Linked DNA regions of Mus musculus: region 2 is linked to region 1. The links are chromatin contacts, called in public Hi-C maps. All regions are on one chromosome and are shown on one strand. Each heading gives the region's core, a stretch centred on a gene start, on an enhancer-like site or on the middle of the called end of the contact. The rest is flanking DNA. Distances are from core to core; before and after follow the strand shown. Region 1 has its middle 22 kb from the start of Gm39411. Region 2 holds the start of Prr23a2 (proline rich 23A, member 2).

Evidence for each region. Hi-C and Micro-C count contacts between places; a contact is called where the count stands out from the background.
Region 2: a contact with region 1 is called in a Hi-C map of differentiating embryonic stem cells, with 1.8 times the contacts expected there. The contact joins the promoter of Prr23a2 here to the enhancer-like site in region 1. A contact is called at or near these places in 3 of 39 promoter capture datasets (cranial neural crest, embryonic stem cells and stem cell-derived epiblast-like cells), 10 of 484 Hi-C or Micro-C datasets (8-cell embryo, differentiating embryonic stem cells, embryonic stem cells and 2 more), 2 of 115 datasets of contacts at active chromatin or transcription factors (both in embryonic stem cells) and 1 of 9 other capture datasets (adipose tissue).

The regions. Positions count from the first base shown.
Region 1 is chr9:98,725,434-98,729,470 of GRCm38.p6, reverse strand. No RefSeq gene overlaps it. Among named protein-coding and RNA genes, the nearest start is that of Gm39411, 22 kb to the left of the region's middle. Within about 2 kb of position 1,835, at least 42 of the 459 cell types and tissues checked have an H3K27ac peak or open chromatin away from gene starts, as enhancers often do. A contact at or near this core is called in differentiating embryonic stem cells, where this site is marked.
Region 2 is chr9:98,854,885-98,859,098 of GRCm38.p6, reverse strand. It overlaps Prr23a2 (proline rich 23A, member 2), which reads right to left and starts at 2,508. Exons shown (of 1, transcript NM_001134661.1): 1 at 1,747-2,508. The coding sequence starts at 2,508. The coding sequence ends at 1,747.

The DNA of each region.
Region 1 (4,037 bases), core at 586-3,085:
CTTGGCCATATAGCTAGGCTCTACTCTAACTAGATCAAAACTCAGATAGCCCAATTATTTTAACATATATTCTGCCATGTAGTTGTTTACCTGTGCTCAGGTACCATGCATCTGTCTCCTCACATCTTCCTGAGCAAATTCTGGTTCTATCCCAGAATTCATTCTGCCTCCCAGATGTCTCACCTTCTATTTCCTGCCTAAGCCATAGGCTTTTTAATTGACAGGTGATGCATCCATACAATACATAAGATGTTTTCTTTCCATTTGATCCCTGTTTTATCACAGCAACAGAGAAGCAAACCAGAACAATGACTAAATTATGGAATCAGCTACATGCTCATTAGTGAGCTACTGGGCAGAGAAAGTGTGATATGCATACACAGTGAAGAATTACTCAGCCACAACGAGGAATTAGTTTGTTTGCAAAGGAACTAAAGCTTATCATGGTGTAAGAAACAAACGATTCAGAAAGACATGTTTCACGTGTCTTCTTCCATCGGAGGGATGTCAGAAAGGAAAGGCATGAAAGTACAGGGGGCCATTAGTAAAGAGAAAGGGCATAAGGCTGGTGTGACAAAATTTTTCATGGGGAGACACAATACACGTATTGTGTACACAATACACAAGACACAATACTCACCCCTGATAGGGACCCACTGGCAGTGTGGATTATCACTAAAGTTCAACGTGGTGACCCAATGAGTTTTATTGGGGTTACTTACCAGAATATGGGTGAGGTTACTTAGAGAGTCAGAAATGACTCAAAGGCAGCTGCACTTTAATCCTCTTGTCAGCAATGCTGGGCATGGAAAGTTATGGGAATAGGCTATGCTGTGTCCCCCATAGGTATGGAATTCACATCCTTTCTGGGTTTTTTTCTTCTGATCCTGCCAATGAAGGTAACATAAAGTAGGCCTTCAGCCCTCTCTAGCAGTTCCTAATTAGAGCCTGGCCATTGGCTTCAGAGTTTAATCTCCCTTCTTCTTTGAGTTAAGCTATCTTGTGAAGTTTAATTGGATATCCATCATACACAGAGCAGGATGTGCCGACTCGTAGGTGGTCCGAAGGTATGGCTGAGTGGCAGAGCCTCCTCATATCAAGCTTGTTTGGTGTGTTCCACCTCCAGCACCATGTGGTAAAGAGGAATCAAATATCAGCAATAGCAGCTAATAGCAGGAACCAGGAATATAAGTGAAAACCACGCATGCCACTTGTGACACCCACAAGCCCAACCGCAGCTACAGAGATGGTGGGGGGCAGAAGTGACATCAACTATAAAGTCCTGAAAGACACAGGGAGAAAAGGTAAGTAATGGGGAAGAAGATGGGAGAAAGAAAGCAAAATAAAGGCCAGGATTTCCAGAAAGTGGAGAGGGATAAAGCAAGTGAAAGGTGGAGGTGTAATTACAAAATAGAAAAGGAGGAGGGACTCCTGAAAGACATTGTTAAATGAGGAAGACAGAGAATAGTGAGGGACGAATTCTAAGAAGGAAAATATGTTTCAAGAAAAAAGAAAAAAAAGCACAGACCCAACATATAGACACATGCAAATACATACAGACACTAACACCTATATACACACATATATTTAAACACACTCAGCATATGCAGAAAGAAAAGAAGTATTGGTTGACTGTGTAGGCAGGAGTAGTAGTTAATTCCCCCTGTAACCTGCATTCTGCATGTTCTTTCTGAGCTGTGTGTCCTTGGAGAGAGCAAACACTTGAACATTCACCTCTTCTGTGCATTGCTCTCTAATTCAGTGGGGGGTAGTGCGGAATGCTGCTGCCGGAGCTGGTTAGACAAGCTTGATGTCCCTGCTCTCCAGTGTCTGTTTACACCACACAGATTAGCTCAGCATGCCCCCAGGGCTGGAACCACAGTCCCATGTTCATCTGGCTCCCAGGGACCCAGTGAAGCCCACAGTGGATGAGCAGTCAGCTGCCAGGTGAGGTGAGACAGGCTGCTAGCTATACTTTTTCCTGCCCGTGAGACTGTGGTTCTATGAGGCCGGTCCGTGTACACAACTGCAAGTTCTTGCTCAGTCCTGACCCTCTGGCTGGCTGCCCAAGCCACCAGAATCAAGGAGAAAAAGTGAACTCCACATCATTCCCTGTCATCATTCCCAACCTGAACCAGCACATTCAGGTTGTTGTTGTTGTTTGCTTTGTTTTGTTTTCAATGAGCTTGCTGCAGTGGTTCTGCCAGGATCATTCTGGGTGACAAAGGGACAGTATGGCCATAGTGCTGTGCATCAGGGGAGAGGGGATCTGTAGAGACTTAATTTCCTTTTTTTTTTTTTTTTTTTTTGGTTCTTCAAGACAGTGTTTCTCTGTATAGCCCTGGCTGTCCTGGAACTTGTAGACCAAGCTGACCTCGAACTCAAAAATCCGCCTGCCTCTGCCTCCCGAGTGCTGGGGTTAAAGGTGTGCGCCACCACGCCCGGCTAGACTTAACTTCCTAAAGCAGCAGGCTTGGCTGTGATCTTTTGAATCCCTGTCACTGCACACTAGCAGAGCATTGGCCGCCCTCCTGTGCAGCTTCCAGACCAGCTGGACTCACCCTGCCTGTCCGTTCTCCATCAGCTTCTGGGATCATGTGTTCCCTAGTGCCTTTGTTTCTTCCCCCACCCCCCTTTCTCTTGCTACTTCCTGCTGCTGCACTGCTGGGCAACCACAGACAACCACAGCTGCTGTACTCTCTCTGACTCCCTGTTTCAGTAGCCAGCATCTGGTCTCTCCTAGTCTCTGTCCAGTACTGAACTTCATCCCCACCCCTGTCCTGTTAGCCACCTCACCGACAGACACACTGTTCTCTGGATGCTTTGACTCCAAGCCGTTAGGAAGCTTGAAGTCATGGATCCCTTCTTGTTTTCCATCCTACCTCACACCTCTTTCATTAATGTTTGATGCTACTATAAAGGAGACATTTTCCTAATTTACTTCCCATACATTCTGTTTTTAGTGTATAGTGACACAACTGATCTTGCGACTTTGCTGGGCTTATTTATTAGTTGTTAACCATTTTATTGGGTATCCTGCATGCCATCTGCAAATAGGATTAGTTTCACTTCTTGTTTGGATACTTTGTTCTTCTTGCCTATTTGTTTTAACCTGGACTTACGATGTTAGAAATGGTAGGGTGGGTATCAGAGCCTTGTTTCTATTTTAGAGGAAACTCTTAGAGTTCTTTTCACTATGGATTATGATGCTATCAGCAAGAACTTCACATGTAATCTTTTTTTTTCTTGTGACATTTAAAAAGTACATTACTAATATTTTTTAACAAAAGCAGAATTGCACTGGCATACAGAAAAACATAAAGACCAGTGGGGTAGAATGGAGAATTATATGTGCAAATAACAGAGTTTTATGTGCAAATATATACAGTCAACAACTTAGATGATGTGGTCAAGAATACACAAAATAGGCTCAACCAATGGTGTTGGGGAAACTGGCTATCTAATTACAAAACAACAAAATCAGGCTCTTGAGGCATATAAAAAGGTAAATGTCAAAATACTTCTTATAGAATTCTCAAGGAACTAATAATAATTGTTTAAAAAGCAAATATATAAAATGAAGGCTTAGAAAGAAAGACCTGACATCGTAAAAGTTATAGAAGAAAACATAGTAAAAACATCTATGATACTGGCCATATGTAAATTATTTCACACATACAACACATATGACATCAAAATAACAAGTAGTTTTTTAAAAGTCACGTGAGATTATATCAACTCAAATGATCCACAGTGAAGGGGGAAACAGTGAAAGGCAGCTGAGAGAATAGGAAGATGTTTGATGTTTGTAAACCATGCATCTTGCAGAGGGTTAGTCTCCAATATACACAAGGCATTCCTGTGGCTCTATAGCAAGACACCTGATAGGAAAGTCGGGTGAGGCCCGAGCAGTCATCTCCGTGAAGAAGGCTCACAGGTGGCCACCAGACATAAGAAAGGAGGCTCAGCTTCACTCATCACCTGAAAAATGCAAATCAAGTTCACAGTGGGACACTCCTCCCATGCCTGTCAGCACA
Region 2 (4,214 bases), core at 1,259-3,758, 130 kb before region 1:
GCTCTCATTCATTACATCTTCCCAGTTTTGTACTAACCTCAATGGCTCAAGGTTCCACATAGCTCTCAAGTGAAGCCATCTAAATAAATAAGCTTAAAATGTTAGTTCATGTATTAAGTCAAACTTAGACAAAAAGATTTGTTTATTTATTTTATGTATGAGTGCTCTATCTACATGTACACCTTCCTGCCAGAAGAGGGCATCAAATCCCATTTTTAGATGGTTGTGAGCTACCACGTGGTTGCTGGTAACTTAACTCTGGACCTCTGGAAGGGCAGCCAGTGCTCTAAATCACTGAGCCATCTCTGCAGCCCAAGTCAAATATTTTAATTAGTTTGGTGAAGTCTTTTTAGTTATGCAACCAAACCAACACAGAACCCCCTTTTATGATAAGAAACATAAAGAAGTAACATCTTAAATAGGAAAAGGACTACTGGCCAGCCATGGATAAACAGATCTCTTAAAACAGGCCTGCCCTTCCCAAGCTTGCTGTTCTGCCCGGACGTATTTAATGCCGATCATTAAGGAAATATTGAGCTTCTCAGAATTGGCCTGTGCCAATTTCCTCATTAGAAGTACCATTGATTTTGGAAGAAACCAGGCAGAGGTTATTAAAGAAATTAATATTTTGTTGGATGTCAGATAAAATATTACCTATTTTATACATTAGTAGCAATAAACAAAATAAATTCAAGATCTTGTAATTATTCCTATACAAATATAATCTTATAGTTACCATAGTCCGAGGAGTATAAAATTCTTCAGAATATTATAAATTAAAAATATGCAAGAAGGCTAGAGAGATGGCTCAGAAGTGAGAAGCACTTAGTGTATCCCCTGAAGTTTGGTTCCCAGCACCAACACAGAGGAAAACAGATTTCTAAGTCTACGCAGAATCTGACATTCTTTTGCTTCCTCTGTGATGCACCCAACACAGATGGGAGCAACGTAAGATACACACATGCAGGCAAAAACTCCCACACACGAAATAAAAATAAACAGAACATTAAAAATATACTAAAAGAAATGAAATACTTCGACCAAGAAAATACTTGGATCTTCTGGAACACCCATACCCCCAACAAAACAAAACAAAAACCAAAACAAACAAAACCAGCTAACCAACTACAAACACCACCATCCAAATCCAAAACAAAAACAAGTTCCCAAACCATACAATGTTGAGAATATAAGTTATTTCCCCACTTAACAGTTAATAGGGAAAAAAGAGACAGCACTTGATAAAAACAAGCAAACAAAAAACTCAAACCCAAACCAAACCCAAAATTCGTGTAGTAAGTCTAAGTGAGTGAGAACCTTGATAAGGCAAAGGCCCATAGGAAAAGGGCAGACACAAAGTAGGAGTGATTAGGGCCAAACCCTGCAAGTTAATATAGCTAATTAATCTGAGAGGGCTGCATGGTAGGGTGGAGTTTTAAGGAACTTGTTGGAGCTTAAATTTGAGGCCCCATTTGGGATGTGCAATTACTTGAGAGTGACTTCTGTAAAGAAAAGGCCATATGTAGCCAATTCAAAGACCAAAAGTAGGTGATTTTCAAACAGCATGTTTAGGTGGCTATTTCTCATTCAGACTTTCTTCTAGCCAACCACAGATCCAATATTCTGTATTCTGCCCACTTCAAAACCAAGAATGTTATCTTAACCTTGTAGGCTCTGTAAAGGCACACAATGGCATTGGGAAGAGGTTCTCTTGCAGAGAGAAATCGAGGATTTGTGCAGGGCAGTTCAGTCATAGACCAGTCGCTTCCGGGCCTTGCAAGGAGCCCGGGGAGAGCATGGAGGGCATGGCGGAAGCTGCTCTTGGGGACTCTGGGAAGGAGATGGAGGCAGAGGCTGCAGTGGTGAGCCAGGGAGGGGTCCCAGCAGGTAGCTGTCCAGTTCCCAGATGGACCTAGGAGAATATCGCTCTGCTCCAGTGGAAGGCCCTGGGACTTGTTCCTGCAACAAAGGACTGGGCACCCCTGGGATGGAGAAAAAGCTCCCATTGGCCTGATCATCTGGAGGCCTAGCCCAGGGTTCCAGGAATTCCAAGTCTGCATCCTCATTACAGACATCCTCTTGGTAGAAGTACTCACAGGTTTCCTCCTGGAGACCGACTAGATGATCCTGGGGCCCGTCCTGGGCAGCGGCTCCCTGTGGGCTGATGGCCACGAATCCAGGCTGTCCTGGCTGGGGTTGTGTCATGAGTCCCTCGGGGACCAGGAGGATGGTGTGTCCTTGGAGCGACACTTGCAGGACCGAGGTGGGCTCAGGCTCCAACAGCAGGTCGATGCCATCCAGGGGCAACTGCAGGGCAGAGCCGGCGGCCAGGAACACCACGGAGGTGGTGGGCTCTGCGGGCGCTTCCAACTCGGGCTGAGCCAGGGGTTCTGGGCACGCGGGCTCCTGGTGGAGGCGGCGGCGCTTGGCAGGGCTGGGTGCTGATGTCTGAGGTGACCAGCAGGGCGCGGGGTCGACGCAGGGGCTGCGGGGCCTGGTGCGCAGCATGATGGACGGCTCTGCGGGATGAAGAAGCGCGGGTGCCGGGCAGGTGCGATGGCGGGGGCGGAGCTGCTGCTGTCTCATGCTCTGCAGTCCTGCGCTTTCCTCACGCCGGATACACCCTGACGTCAATCACACCTCAAGAGATGCACCGGAAAGTGAAGTCGTGAAATGTCACACTAGGCTCCGCCCCTCTTGCCTCCATTTCGGAGGCTCCACCCAGGAGTGGCATACTAGGCTTCCCAATAGCCTAGCCTATGCTTAAGAAACACTTCTGTGGCCTGTAGGGGGCAGAATAACTTTCATGTTTTGTTTTGTTTTGTTTTGTTTTGTTTTGTTTTGTTTTGTTTTGTTTTTAGTGACAGACCAGGAATAGAATTCGAAGATGGCGGATCTTTAGATGTTAGAATTTCTGTTTTCGAGTGGTTTTAGGGATTCGAAAGATTACCAAAGCAAGGAGACAGTGTACATGTATTCTTTTGCCGACAGGACAACCATGCGATCCCAGCATTGTTAGAGGTAAGGGAGGTGAATCTCAAGTTTCAGTCTAGCTTGGGTTTGAGTGGGACGCCATTTTATTTTATTTTATTTATTATTATTATTATTAATTTTTTGGGTTTTTGAGACAGGGGACGCCATTTTAAATAACAAACAAGCATGGGTTGGCTAGATTCCTCTTCTGACAACAGGCAAGTACATGGCATAGAGATATGCATGCAGGTAAAAAATTCCATACACAAAAATAAAAATAAACAAACCCCTTAAAAAAAAAAAACAACCAAAATGAACACATGATGAAGAAGTAATTTTCTGAGCACTCGAATTCATGAGTATAACCCTAGACTCGACTTACAGCTTGCTGTGGATGGAACCCAGTACTTCCTGCATAGGTTCTGAGCATCACCTCGAACACATCTCCTGCCCAAGGATAGTGAAATGTACAGGTCTTTCTCCAGTTCTAGGAATCCTGCATTTAAGATGCCAGAGGGAAGCCTTCAGGTAGACATTTTCTGAAGATTTAGGGCTGTATTAAAACTTAGGCCCAGTGGGGGGATGATCACCTATGAGCCCTGGGGAGGTACAGGCAGGGGTCTCATCCTGTCTCGTCTCCACACAGAGCTAGCTAGAGGTCAGTCTGAGTTGGATGAGGTCCTGTTTAAAAAAAAAAGAAAGAAAGAAAGAAAAAGGAAAAGAAAAGAAAAGAAAAAGAGAGCTAGAGAGATGGCTTAGCGTATTAAGAGCCCTGGCTACTCTTCCAGAGGACCTGAGTTCACTTTCCAGTGCCCACACAGCGGTTCACAACTGTCTGAAACTCCAGTTCCAAGGGATCCAACGCCCTCACACAGACATACATGCAGGCAAAACACTGATGCACATGAACAAACAAAAAAAGCCAGGTGGTTCTGTCTAATGCCTCACGCCTTTAATCCCAACAGGAGCAAGAAGATGTCTGTGAGTCTAAGGTAAGCCTGGCCCACATAGTTAGGTCCAGGACTACAATGGAAAGACCCTGTCTCAAATCAGCAACAAAGCAACAAAAAGAAAGAAGAGAGTATCATTGAGAGCATTAAAAATTGAAACAATATTAATAAAAATTTAATATTCTATGTATATGTTCTGTTTTTATTTCTATTTATTATTTATTTGTTTGCTTGCTTTTGAAGCAGAATTTCCCCAGACTGGGTATGTGGAGGAGAATGGCCTTGAACTTC